Regions from separate parts of the Mus musculus genome. Here region 2 is linked to region 1. Evidence: chromatin contacts called from public Hi-C data. All regions are on one chromosome and are shown on one strand. The core of a region is the stretch at or near the end of the contact, and the rest is flanking DNA. Distances in the headings are between cores, read along the strand shown. Region 1 holds the start of Adcy10 (adenylate cyclase 10). Region 2 has its middle 24 kb from the start of Gm51750.

What was found. Hi-C and Micro-C count contacts between places; a contact is called where the count stands out from the background.
Region 2: a contact with region 1 is called in a Hi-C map of multipotent progenitors, with 6 times the contacts expected there. The contact joins the enhancer-like site here to the promoter of Adcy10 in region 1. A contact is called at or near these places in 6 of 39 promoter capture datasets (the C10 cell line, the HPC-7 cell line, cranial neural crest and 3 more), 1 of 15 datasets of contacts at CTCF or cohesin (the NIH/3T3 cell line), 6 of 484 Hi-C or Micro-C datasets (the C10 cell line, the G1E-ER4 cell line, extraembryonic endoderm stem cells and 3 more), 1 of 115 datasets of contacts at active chromatin or transcription factors (the 230-238 cell line) and 3 of 9 other capture datasets (adipose tissue, liver and pancreatic islet).

What each region holds. Positions count from the first base shown.
Region 1 is chr1:165,481,837-165,488,596 of GRCm38.p6, forward strand. Adcy10 (adenylate cyclase 10) reads left to right here and starts at 3,347. Exons shown (of 34, transcript NM_173029.3): 1 at 3,347-3,499.
Region 2 is chr1:165,579,412-165,586,294 of GRCm38.p6, forward strand. No RefSeq gene overlaps it. Among named protein-coding and RNA genes, the nearest start is that of Gm51750, 24 kb to the left of the region's middle. Within about 2 kb of position 4,325, at least 13 of the 459 cell types and tissues checked have an H3K27ac peak or open chromatin away from gene starts, as enhancers often do. A contact at or near this core is called in multipotent progenitors and stem cell-derived neural stem cells, where this site is marked.

The DNA of each region.
Region 1 (6,760 bases), core at 2,097-4,596:
TCTAGGAGACTCTGGGCATAGATTACTCTATACTGGAAAATTATCTTTCGATTGATTTTGCCTTAATTTTGAAGTACTAAACTAAAACTATTAGTAAAACAAGACTTCATTAGCACTGTAGCCAGGTGAGTCAGCAAAGCAAGGTATTTCAGTATTTGAAGAAATGAGAGACTGTTTCGGTAGGTTAAATCCAGGATTTGTGCATGGGAAACACACACTGTAACACCGAGCTACACACCAACCGAAGGACCTTTAAAATCATACTATACAACAGGGTTAGAGAAATAGCCCAGCAGTTAAGAGCACTCACTGTTCCTACAGAGTTAAGTACCTGTGATCCACATTGCTACTCACAACCATCTATAACTCCAGTTCCAGGGGTCCATAGCCTTCCAGCCTCTCCAGGCACAGCCACTCTGGGTGCACTTATTTATATACAGGCAAAACACTTGTCCCTCATAATCTGTCTTTGAGGAGGAAAGACTAGAGAATTTGGTATGGGCAAATTGAAACGCTTTTGAACACTCCTATTATTACTACTTTTCACAAGGCATATTTATCTGTTTGCCATATGAGTACATGTGTTTCCAAGAGTAAACATTTAGAAAAAAAGCATGAACTAAGGTACTAAGATAAAACAAATTAGTAAAATGTACATATTAGCCAGATATGGTGCTACACAGCTGTAATCCCAACATGGGGAAGATCAGATCGTTTTTTAGTACCTTGTAAGTTTAAAGCCATCCTGAAAGAAAGAGTATTTCTTGTATAGAGTCTCTCCCATGTTGGTTCACAAGATTTAACTGAAGCCAGAAGTGAGAGCACTCTATTAATCCCAGCTATAGGGAAGCACTCAGTCCTGAACTCTAGACCTGCATGAACAATACAGCAAGACTTCCCGGGGAAGTGTGTGTGGGCTGGGGAAGGCAGGAGGTATGTTGATACATACCTGTAATTTACACACTTGTGATGGGTGGAGGCATGAAGTTCAGGAGTTCAAGGCTCAGTTATATGAAACACTGTCTCAAAAAAACAAAATAATAGGCTGGGTAGTGATAGTGCACACCTTTAATCCCAGCACACAGAGGCAGAGGCAGGTGGATTTCTGAGTTTGAGGCCAGCCTGGTCTACAGAGTGAGTTCCAGTACAGCCAGGGCTACACAGAGAAACCCTGTCTCGAAAAAAAAAAAAAGAAAAAACCCTATACTCTTAAATACTTACAGGAGTTGCTTTACTAGCAGTCTCTCATTGTAGATCCTGAACTCCCTAAGAGTAACTTCCACAGTGGCACAAGTCAGTATAGATGAATTCTGTGTCAAGCTTTTCTATCAAGTCCTTATTGACAGCTTTGTAAGTTTTTTTCAGTGCCACTGAGATTCCAACTCAACTGTGCCACATTGACTTGCGAATCTCTTCCTCTGAGATTTAAAGTTGATTAAAAGTAATAGCACTGGCTAATGGAGTTATAAAGATTCACTGAAATGACATTTTAGCACCGTGTCTGGCTCATGCCACCTACCTAATGTAAGAAAGTTCAGGAAATGCTATTTGGTTAGAAATAGATCCAAGAATCCTTTTTTTAGACTCAAGAATTTTTTAATATACCTTTGAATTTTTCTGTGGTTTAGCATCCATCTCAAGGGAATACTGATAGAAGGTACAGCAATACTGCTTGGTTTTTTTTTTTTTTTTTAGAGTAAGCAGATTTTTTCTTTTTAAGTTGTTAAGATGATAATGGAAGGTTAAATGTTAACAAAGATTCCTCGAAGCTCCAAATCTCTTTAAAGCAAAAGTCAATGCCAGAGCTTCTTTGTGTAGCCAAATGGGAAAAGCAGCTCTAACATTTACCAACTGAAAGGTCTGTTTAATTAGATTCACCCTGAGACTGGATTCAGTAGCATACGCATAATTAAACCCCCCTCCCTTAAAATGTGTGTTTTTACATTTTGGAATACAGTAAATTTAATTACTAGAATTGGCTATAAGAATATTCACATATATTTTCAGTTTTTTGTTTAAGTTTTAAATATATGCCCTGTCTTAGGGTTTCTGTTGCTGCCATGAAACACCAAAAGCAGAGTTGGGGAAGAAAGGGTTTGACCTCGCACTTCGATATTCCACATCATAGTCTATCATTGAAGTTGGGACTCAAACAGGGCAGGAGCCTGGAGGCAGGAGCTGATGCAGGGCCATGGGGCTGCATTCTCTCCTGCTCAACCTTCTTTCCTATAGCACTCAGGACCACCTGTCGAAGGGTGGGCCCACCACAGCAGCTGAGTCCACCCACATCAATCTCTAAGAAAAGGCCTCACAAGCTCACCTACACCCCAGCCAAATAGAGGCCTTCTCTCAGCTGAGGCTCCCACCTCTGATGACTCTACCTTGTGTCAAGTTGGCATAAAACTAGCCAGGACAGCTCCTTTAAAACATACTTTGACAGTGTCCCACTGGATTGTGAAAACTTAAATTCTTACTCATAAGGCCTCAGATTTTAACTGACCTTTGCGTAAATTTATAAGTAGACACATTAAAACCAGACGTATATTCAAAAACAGATGTATAATTTGTCAAAATTTTACCTCACAAGTAGTAAATTCATTAAAACTGGTAAAATTCATGGCCCTGATAGTGTGGTCACTACAATAGTGCTCCTTTGTTTATCCACCAGCCCTGGCAGCACCTGGAAGATAGTACCAAACGCTGAGGTGCTGCTGGTTGTCTGTAGACATCTATGCCAGTTTTTTAATGAAGTATAGTAAGAAATTAATAACAACAGTAATAAGATAAGACAATTGTAGCAAAATGCTGACAAGTCTGCCATACAAGTCATTTATACAGAGTGACTACACTGGACAGGAGGATGATTCGTGTCCCAGAGAGGACAGTGAGAGACTTCATTATGCTGCTGAACACTGTAATTCCAAAAAGAAAGAGTATTGCTGTAATTTTCCATTCATGTTTTCAGACCAAAGTTGATCAGTGGTAACTTAGCTTGCGTAACAAAACCAAAGACATGGCGAAACTACTGTATTGACTAAACTTGGGTGCTTGCTTAAGAGACTTTTCTTTTGATAATAGTCACCTATCAACTGTGACCTAATTTCAGTCACCCTCCACATGGTCAAGGAAAGAGATGTGTAAACGATGGGGTTATTTCACTCTCTCCAACTGTCTCACATGTCCAGACATGAGAACCTGAGATTGAGCCAAGCCAGTCTTCCAAGAGCAGTAGACCACTCAGTGTTGGGGGAGGGGTACGGTGATGCCAGCCAATCAGAAGCACAGCCAGTGCGCGTGAAACAATGAACTTCTGATGAGGGTGTGGCCTGGAAAACGGCTTTTTGACAAAACTGTCATTTGATGGGTCAGGTATGGACAGACATGGCACTTCTGCTGTCTTCAGAATAATAACACCAGACCCCTTTCCTGTTCTCTGCATTCCTGAAAGATCTAGTCCCTAATCTAGGCTCGAGCTTCTCCACAGTCTTGGAGAACAGAGGTACGTGGGAAGTAGGAGTTTCAGTAGAAGAAATAGCAGAGCTAGAAGGAAAACGACCATCTAGTGTCACAGCTAATAGACTTGAGAGGAGAGTGGTTGGCAAGTTCAGGGTTTATTTCTGCCAGCCTTTTAGGTTAGATTAGAAGCTTAAATGTGACCCTGTCCTGTTTGTCTTGGATATCATATATTTCTAGCTTGTCCTGTTTGCTTTCATCAGTCAAATAGTAAGTGCCTATCATATGAAGGTGCTAGAAAGGTGCTGTGGAAGAAAGAAAGACTAATAATGTGATCTCTAAAGAGGGGGTTTACAGTTCAGAGGGAGACAGTGTAAACAGGCCAAGAAGAGACTGACAGAAAATAAGTCACAAAAGTGTATAGACACTAAAAACCATGAAGAATGCAGAAGAGGAGTTGACAGAGTGATCAAGCAAGCTTTGGTGATACCGTTCCTTTTCAACCCCCCAGCCCCAACCCCCATTGTCCTCTTCTTAAAGAAGACTACATTATTGATGAAAAACTGAGCATAAGTCAAAAACTAGTAGGAAACTCTACAAGAGATGATGATGGACATGGTTGTGATCGGTCCTAACATATCCATAATCTTCGCATCCTGTTACTGCTCAGTTTTCCCATGACATCAGAAGGTGTGCTTGGATTCAGCCAGGAAGGATGCTTGCTGTACCTTCACATCCTCACTTGTTCTTTTGTTTGGGGTGGGGGTGGGGAATCCTCATTCCTAGTTATATTCCCACAGGCTCACACATTCTGCTTGACTGTGAGAGAATTGGCAAGGTGCCATCCACATGCCCTCCAGATGAGAGGATTAAACACACCTTTTCTGTAGATTTGGACATCCCCAATGTGTCAGTCTTACATGAAATGCTTCATCTAAGGTGCCTGAGGGAGCCGGGCATGGTGGCATCCCACCATCTGAGAGGAAGGGTCAGGTAGACCTCTGTGAGTTCAAAGTCTACACAGTGAGTCCCAAAACAACCTGTGAAGTGCTTAAATTGTAACTAAGCCGTGGGTGTATCTGTGGAGAGTATCTCTGCCACTACCATTTATTATGTTGCAGAACTTACAGAAAATTCTTCTAAAATGGAATTTGTCTATTTTACTCTTAAGAAGACTCATAAGAAAAACTCCCAGCTATTTACTTTAGATATCCTTGCCTTTTAGACTCATGGACAAATCAGGTTTCCCATGGATTGGGATACTCCTGTTCACCCTAGCATTTGGGAAGTGGAAGCAGGAGAATCAGGAGATCAAGGCGAGCCTCAACTCCAGATGAAGTCTGAGGCTGGCCTGGGCTGTGTGAGTCCCTTGAGTCCCTTATGCCTATCTCAGATCTACAGTAATTCTGCTTTCACTTCAACTCCCATCTTTCTAGTCTCAAAATGAGGCTGCTTTCCTTCCTTAGTAATCACAACAAAACTGTCCCCAAGTCACAACAAAACTGTCCCCAAGTCACAACATTTAGAACAACGATCTTATCGTGCTCATGTGTGGTGTACATGTGTACATTGTAGAGGACGCTAGTGGTTGACAGCATACATCTTTTCTTGATCACTCTCAATCTTAATTGTTGGGCAGTTAACTTGAAGATGACCGACTAGCCAGTAAGCTTGAGGAATCTCCGCCTCGCCAGTGCTGGAGTAACAGGCTTGTGCCACTTTTATGTGGTTTTTTTTTAGGAATCCGAACGCAGATCCCTATGTTTATGCCATCTCCCCAGCCCCTTAGTTTATGTTTCTAGTAAATTAAAGGATACTAAGTACAGGAGAGGAATGTGGGTTGAATATGGTCAAAATACATTATATGGGGCTGGAGAGATGGCTCAATGGTGAAGAATGCTTGCTACTCTTCTAGATGACCAAAGTTCAGTTTCCAGCTTCCAGCTGCCTGCAAGTCCAGCTCCAGAGGATCTGACACACTTTTCTGGCCTCCATGCAACACATGTTGCACAAAAACAGACACATACACACACAGAGGTATGCATAAATTTAAATTTTTTAAAGATGTTAAAAAATACATTATATGAAATAATAATACTTTGCGTGAAAGATTTAAAATAATGTATTAAGTGGATAGAAGTGGTAGTGCACACTGCTAATCCCAGCATAGAGGCCGGACGCTCTCTGAGATCAAGGTCAGCATGATCTCCATAGTGAGTTCCAGAACTACATAGAAAGACTTTGTCTCAAAAAATAAATAAAAAATTAAGGGGGGGATATTAAATGCCTTCTTATGGGCATTAGCTGTTCCTAACGACCCCCAAAGACAATTGGAGAACACAGATGCTAATGTTACAATTCATTACAGTAGCAAAGTTACAATTATAAAGTAGCAACAAAATAATTTTGTGGCTGAGGGTTATTGCAACATGAGGAACTGTATTAAAGGGTCACAGCATTAGGAAGGTTGAGAACTATGGTCTAGATGGGCTATTCATCTTATATTGTATTTGCCTCCTTTCTGGAAAAACAAAAACAAAAACTGCACTTCCTATGCAGTATTGAAACTTAAGCGAAAGGATCAACAATCAGTCGAACTCTGGGTGCACAGTAAAGCCTAGATGTGACTACATAGAAACTCTTTTACAAAGTACCTATGAGCATGAGGGCGGGTTCTATAGCTAAAAGGCCTAGAATCTAGTGTGGTCTCTGACGTATAACATATAGGTCAGAAGGTCATAGAGTACATGTGATATCTCCCCAAAGGGTAAGTAGTGGTCTGGGATAATCATTCTGGGGAATTGGATGAGGTCTGCCTCCACAGATAGAAAAAAAAAAAAAAAAGTCACCAAGTCTTTAACAAAATCCATTCTTAGATTTCTGCAGGAATGCAGTTATTTGATTTTTAATCCTTCACTGAGGAGATACCCTGCATGATTAACATTTTTGGTTCTCTTAGTCCTCTGTGAATACAAGGACCTCTGTAACTCCAATGTTCTGGGTATAATTGAGAGACCTACATCTATGAGTAAGGTGCTCATTTCCTATAATTAAGGAAACTCCTAACACCAGCCTTAGGCTCTAAATACACATGCATGAAACTATAGATGCATACATGCTCACATGCACATGGGTGCACAAACACTGCACTCATACATGCAAACATTCATGCAGAGAGAGAGAGAGAGAGAGAGAGAGAGAGAGAGAGAGAGAGAGAGAGAGAGAGAGAGAGAGAGTTCAGTGTAAGCCAAATGTGGTGGCACCTAAGTCTAATCTCAATATTTAGAAGGGTGAGATAGGAGGCTCA
Region 2 (6,883 bases), core at 3,075-5,574, 99 kb after region 1:
TGTATTTTATTATGTTTAATTAAGTGGTGGTGGGCACACATGAGTTCAGACGTCCGAGGGGCCTTGTATTGGCTGCTCTTCCAGAGGTTTTGAGTTCAATTCCCATCAACCACACGGTGGCTTACAACCATCTATTGTGATATCTGGTGCCCTCTTCTGGCCGTCAGGCATATTTGCAGGCAGACTGCTTTATACATAATAAAAATAAGTAAATGAATCTTTAAAAAGAAAAAAGTTTGCTTTTAAAATATAGGTAATCTCAAAATGCACGTTGCTTTGGAAGATTGAATGAGCTTTTGTCAACTTAAAAGCTACATTTAAAAATGTTTATTATACTGAATAATGAGAAAATGTTTTTGTAAAGACATTGAAAACACGAAAGTTAGATTCAAATAAGGTGGAGCTCTGGAAAAGACGTGGATGAACAGCTTTGAAACCAAGCCTTTCTGATGATGTCACAGGAAGCAAACGCGCCATCAGTACAGTGTCTTATATTTCCTACTCTTCACAGATGACGGGGTATTAAGCTTTCTGTGTAAGTACTGTGTAAGTACTGTATGTTGACGATAGTCCCCCTTTAAACCTCCCTTTCCCTTCCACCCCCATAAACCCCTCTGCCCTTCTAGACCATTTTTCCCCCTACTGTCAAATGTATATACTTGATTTTATGCAAATACAAAGAACTTGAGGACCATTCTTCACTGAGGTCATGTGGCAGGCAAAATCATCCTGCTCACCCACCAACCAGGAAACCAGCCTCTCTCTCTCTCTCTCTCTCTCTCTCTCTCTCTCTCTCTCTCTCTCTCTCTCTCTCTCTCTCTCTCGTCTTTGTCTTAAAAACAAAAAGCATTTGGCCAGCATGTATATAAACTCACTGCATGCGTGCCTCGTGCCTGATTCCTGAAGGCCAGATGAGGACACCGGATCCCCTGGAAGGGCATTATGGGTGGTTGTGAGCCACCCTGTGGGTACTTCCAGTCACATCCAGATCCTCTGCAGGGCAGTGCTTGTAACCTAGAGCTGGCTCTGCAGCCCCCATGCTTCTTGGCCCTGCTCCCTCTATACCCTGAGCTCACCTTTCGCATTCTTTTGGACCTTCTCTTCCCCAAGCTAAACACCCCCAGGTCCTCCTGCTATAGACTTCCTCAGCACCCTGGCAGTGCTCCTCTGTCTTACGTGCGTTCACAACCGGCCAGGAAAGACGCAACAAACCAGAATCTTCTGCGGCAAAGCTTTATTGCTTACTCAGGAGCAAGAGAGGAAAAGCGCGGCAGAGAGAAGCAGAGAGGAAGAGAGAGAGAGACGCAGAGAGACGCAGAGAGAGAGGCAGAGAGAGAGAGAGAGAGAGAGAGAGAGAGGAAGAGAGCAGAGGAAAAGAGAAAGAGACGAAGAGACGAAGAGGGGGAGTGCCAGAACCCCGTCCCTTTTAAGGAGAATTATCCTCCGCCTAGGACATGTCACTCCCTGATTGGCTGCAGCCCATCGGCCCAGTTGTCATCACGAGAAAGGCAGAGCACATGGCGGGAAAACTGCCCCTGCACATGTGCAGATTATTTACTACTTAGAACACAGCTGTCAGCGCCATCTTGTAATGGCAAATGTGAGTGCGGCTCCCCACACCTCTGAACATGCTGACATTCACTTCTATATCTTTTTTTTTAAGATTTATTTATTTTTTATGAATATGAGGACACTGCAGCTGTCTTCAGACACACACTAGAAGAATGAACCAGATCCCATTACAGATGGTTGTGAGCCACCAAGTGGTTGCTGGGAATTGAACTCAGGACCTCTGACAGAGTTGTCAGTGGTCTTAACCGCTGAGTCATCTCTGTATCTTTTAAATGTACATCACCAGGATAGCCAGCAAAGAGTAAACTGAATGTTGCCTCTCTCATTCTAGAGCAGTCTGTGAGAAGTGGCCATGGACCTTTACTTTGGGGATAGCTATGTGTGTGAAGTCACTGTAGCCTATCAATTGACTGGAAGATAACCCCACACTTGCTATCTCACTTCCCTGTCTATAAACAGAAACAGTGATAAATAGTATGGGTTATGCATCCCTAAGGCAAAGAACCTAAAATACCCCTAGATAAGAACTGTGTGGAATGATATTCAACGGTAAAGTCGATATTTCCCAATCTGAAGAACTCCAAAGTGCGAAACCCATCTGCATCCTGGACTCCATGACTGGCACCTCTTTTTGGAGTTTGTGGTTATTATGGTTGGTTTTGAGGGTGACACGCTACTTTTTAGGACACAATTCCAGCCAAGGAAATAAGTAGGCTAACTAGATCTTCACCATTCCTGCTCCTTCAAATCCAGTCCCCCACCCCCACACACACCAACCCCCCACTCCCCAGCCCCGTGGAACACCTGCTGCAGCCTCCCTCCCACCTCACCCCTGTCTCCAATGGACCCCACACATCTTCCCATCCTAGCCTCCCTTCCCCTCCTTGTTGCTTTACCTCCCGACTGTGGCAGGCATTGCCAGGGAAGCCACAGGCCGCTCAACCCAGAAAAAGGAAGCAGGCCAAGTGCAGCTTTTCCCCTCCATCCCTCCAATCCAATCCCCCAGCCCTGCAGCAGACCTCCTGCTCCGGCCTCTTCTCACTCTCTGCCTCCATTCTCAAGGACTAAGCAGATCCTGATAGAATGTCCCCTCCCCCAGCCTTCCTCCAAGCCATCCCCATTCCTACGTGTCAGCACCCAATCCCCAGAAGCACATTTTACCTGGACCCCCAGTGGCCACACCTACCAGAACCCCAGAGGAATTTCCCACCAAGCAACACACACCCATCACACTCAGGGCAACAGAAACCTAGGAACAAAACACCCACCCAACAAAGACTGGACCATATATCGGGACCTAGAATTGTAACCTTCCCAATCCCAGATGCACAAAACTGCCATAGCAGCCAGGACAATATACCTCCACTAGAGGCCAGCAGTCCTGCCACAGAGGCTCTAATATACCAGCATATCCGCAATCACAAGAAAAAGGCCTTAAAAACAGCCTTTATGAATATGACAGAGGTCCTTAAAGAGGAAGTGAATAAATCCTTTAGGGAAATCTAGGAAAACACAAACAGTGGAAGAAAATGAATAAAACAGGTCATGACCTGAAAGTAGAAATAGAATCAATAATGAAAACCCAAATGGAGAGAAATCTGGAAATGAAAATTTTAGAAACTCAAACTGGAACCATAGAGGCAAGCTTCACCAACAGAATACCAGAGATGAAAGAGAGCCAAGCACGATGGCGCAGGCCTTTGGTCCCAGCACTTGGGAGGCAGAGGGAGGCAGATTTCTAAGTCTGAGGCCAGCCTGGTCTACAGTACAATCATTTACGATAATCAAGTAGGCTTCATCCCAGAGGTGCAGGAATGGTTCAACATATGTAAATTGATCAATGCAATTTACCATATAGATAGTCTTAAAGACATATACTCCATGATCACATTTGATGCAGAAAAAACCTTTGACAAAATGCAACAACTCTTCATGATAAAAGTACTGTGAGATCATGGATACGGGTCCATACATCAACATAGTAAACATCATAAAGCACACAGCAAGTCCACAACCAACATCAACTTAAATGGAGAAACTCAAAGCAATTCCACCAATATCAGGAACCAGACAAAGCTGTCCTCTCTCTCCATATCTGTTTAGTGTAGTACTTGAAGTCCTAGCTAGAGCAATAAGACAACTGAAGATGATGGGGGAAGGGGGATTTAAACTGGAAAAGAAGTCAAAGTACCTTTATTTGCATGTGATATAAGTGGTCCTAAAAATTCCATGGGGCCTGCAGCTAATAAACATCTTTCAGAGGTAAAATGAATTCAGCACCCTACCCAAGAAAGAAAAGAGGGAGCCAGGCAGTGATGCTGCACGCCTTTAATCCCAGCACTTGGGAGGCAGAGGCAGGCGGATTTCTGAGTTCGAGGCCAGCCTGGTCTACAGAGTGAGTTCCAGGACAGCCAGGGCTACACGGAGAAACCCTTTCTCAAAAAAAAAAAGAAAAAAGAAAAGAAAGAAGAGAGAGAGAGAGAGAGAGAGAGAGAGAGAGAGAGAGAGAGAGAGAAAGGAAGGAAGGAAGGAAGGAAAGAAGGAGCGAGCGACAGACTGAAGTAGAGAAGTCTACGGTGAAGTTTAGAAAGCGTATGTTCTACATGTCTGGGCCCAGGTACATCTATCTGATTTTACAGATGACCCATAGGTTTTACAGGGATGCTGAACTTGGTTGCTGGTCTTGGCTACGTCACAAGCCCTGGGTTTGGGCGCATCTTCGATGTGGCCAGCAGATGGCAGCACTGGACTTGGCTGTGGCCTCAGGAGCCTTTTCCAGCAGAGCTCTGAGCTGTAGCTTCTGCATGTCTCACCCACAGGAAGCTTCCACCAAGGTGCTTTCTGGAGCAGCCCGCCCAGAATTATGTTTAGGAGAAAGATGTGATAGGTAATCCGTGACGACTTTAGGAACAGAGAAGAGAAGCATTATCTTTGTGGGTTTTGTTTGACCCCACCCCCACCCCCATGCACCCTTGAACCTTACCTACTCTGAACTCCTGTAGAGCAAAGATGCTCTACATTGTCTATCTAGCACTGAGCCCAGAGCTAGGCATATAGTAAGTGTTCGGGAGCTGTCAAGTGATGGATGTATAAGGAATATTTGCTCTTGCTCTTTCTTATAGCGGCCCTAGGGACCTGGTATTTATTCAGTGAGTGAAATGATGGTCTCAGGCCCTGTACCATGAATACAGGAATGAGCCAAGAAACAATCCAAACCGTGGCATATGACATAGACCTGAAAACTCACTGGACTGGATCCAGCGGTTGAGTCTATGCCCTTGAGGGAAAGCTCTTTGTGCCTCAGTTTCCTGGTTTGTAACATGGAGATTTAATCGTAGCATCTTAGTCTTTCTGTAAGGTGGTGGTTGTGTGTCAATGCTGGCAAACAAGCAACTAAAATACAGGGCACCTGCTGCACACACCCTGATGTGGCCTTTAGAAAGCTGGTGGGAGCTAGCTGGGAAGAGGTGTGAATCGGACAGAAGGCCTTCCCAGGCCAGCACACAGCATTTGGTCCTGGAACTCTGGAGCACTGGGTCCCCACCCCCAGACACCAGCTGGTCTGAGGAGACCCACTGAACAAAGGAGCCTTGTGGGCCATCTGGCTTTAGGTCTGGGACCCATCAACACCATCCAAAATAGGAGTCTCAGGATGACCACTGAAGGACATGTATGGACCATATTTCTGTTTTAGAAAGTCTTACGGTCGGCTTTTATATGTGGTACTAAGGATCTAAGAATCAAAGGATTCACACTGGCTGAGCAAGTATTCTCCCACTGAGGTGGATCCTGCGTCCAAGGCCACCCAGGTTTCACCAATCACTCTCAGAGATGGAAGAGATCTGGGCCAAGATAGACACAGGCAAATCGTGTCACAAGCTGGAATTAGGGTGGCCTGCCAAAGAGAAGTGATTGAAATTTAGGTCAGGGGTGCTGATCTGCCGGGTAGTAGGAGACGGAATACACTGATATCAGAGGTGGGGGAACTTTTCTGGAAGGGTACTCAAAGAATCAGATACAGCTAGTTGTCAAGTGAACAGGGGGCTACAAAGTTGCGAGGATATTGCCATTGCTCGCTTTGCCCCTGCACGAGAAACCCCGGGTTTTCAACCCTAAATCCCACCTTCCCTGGAGCTGCTTCCTCATGTTAACGGTAGCAGCCTTTGCTCGTCATGATTTTACTGTGTGTAGCAACCCTGGCCGCTTTCCTTTGCTATATTACCCTACAGCTCAGCCTGGAACTTTGTAGTCAGACTGATCCTCAAACTCCAAGAAATTCCCCTGCCTCGGTCTCCTGAGCGCTGGGCTTATCATGCATGGGCTGTCTCACCTGGCTGTCCCCGAGTCACTCATATTGTCAGTGCTACTGAACATCTTTCTAAACCTTACTCCCATGGCTCTCATCTTTGTCCTCACCGCTGCTAAAAATCCAGTTCCTTTACGCCTAACCCAGTTCTGCCCTAAGTCACGTTATTAATCGCTTCCCCAATATCTGATTTCCATCCTTTACCTGTGTAACTGGCAGGGTAAGCGTCCCAACGAACAAACAAATCCCTGTGCTGGTCTATGATGAAATTCCGAAGCCTGTATCATAAGGCTTCCTTCCAAGGCCTTTTCCTAAATGCAGGGCGTGGGGTGTGTAGACTTTGCGCTAATTCTGCCACCTGGAACAGCCCTTAATCAGGGTTTTGGGCTCCTCTCCACCTCTTCAAGCTCTTGTCTCCAAGCTCTCTTTGGCCAGCACAGGAAGTCCCAGCCCAGCCGGGAGTCTGTGCTCTTTAAGGCTCACTTCACTACTGCGGTGGACTGCTCTGGGCTCTTTCCTCCAGGAACTCCTCGAGGGCTGGGCTCTCTGGATGGGAGGGGATTCTGCCACGTTCAGCTTTGTATCTCCAGCACTTAGTATCAGGTCAAGCACCAGGAGGCCTTGGGCAAGTTCTGTCTTGCTCACAGTTGCTTCAGAGCACTTTACAGCACAGGCAGCAGGCATGCAGGGTGAGCAAAGGAGTTTACAAGTGTCAAGCCAATAGAAAGTGGCAGCAGCAGCGTCCAGGGACTGAGAGATACCACCATGCCAGCCTCCATACTTTATTTAGGGGGGGAAGGAGAGTGGGCTTGTATGTGTGCGATTTCTGCTGTTCGTTGGGGTTTTTTTTTTCCCTTGTTCTCCTTTTATAGTTCAGCTTAGCTTAGAACTCACTGCATAGCCTAGAAAGGCCCCAAACCTGAGGCAAACTTCCTTCATCGCCTCTTGAGTGTTGGAATTATAGGCACTGCTTTTATCTATCTGTCTGTCTGTCTGTCTGTCTGT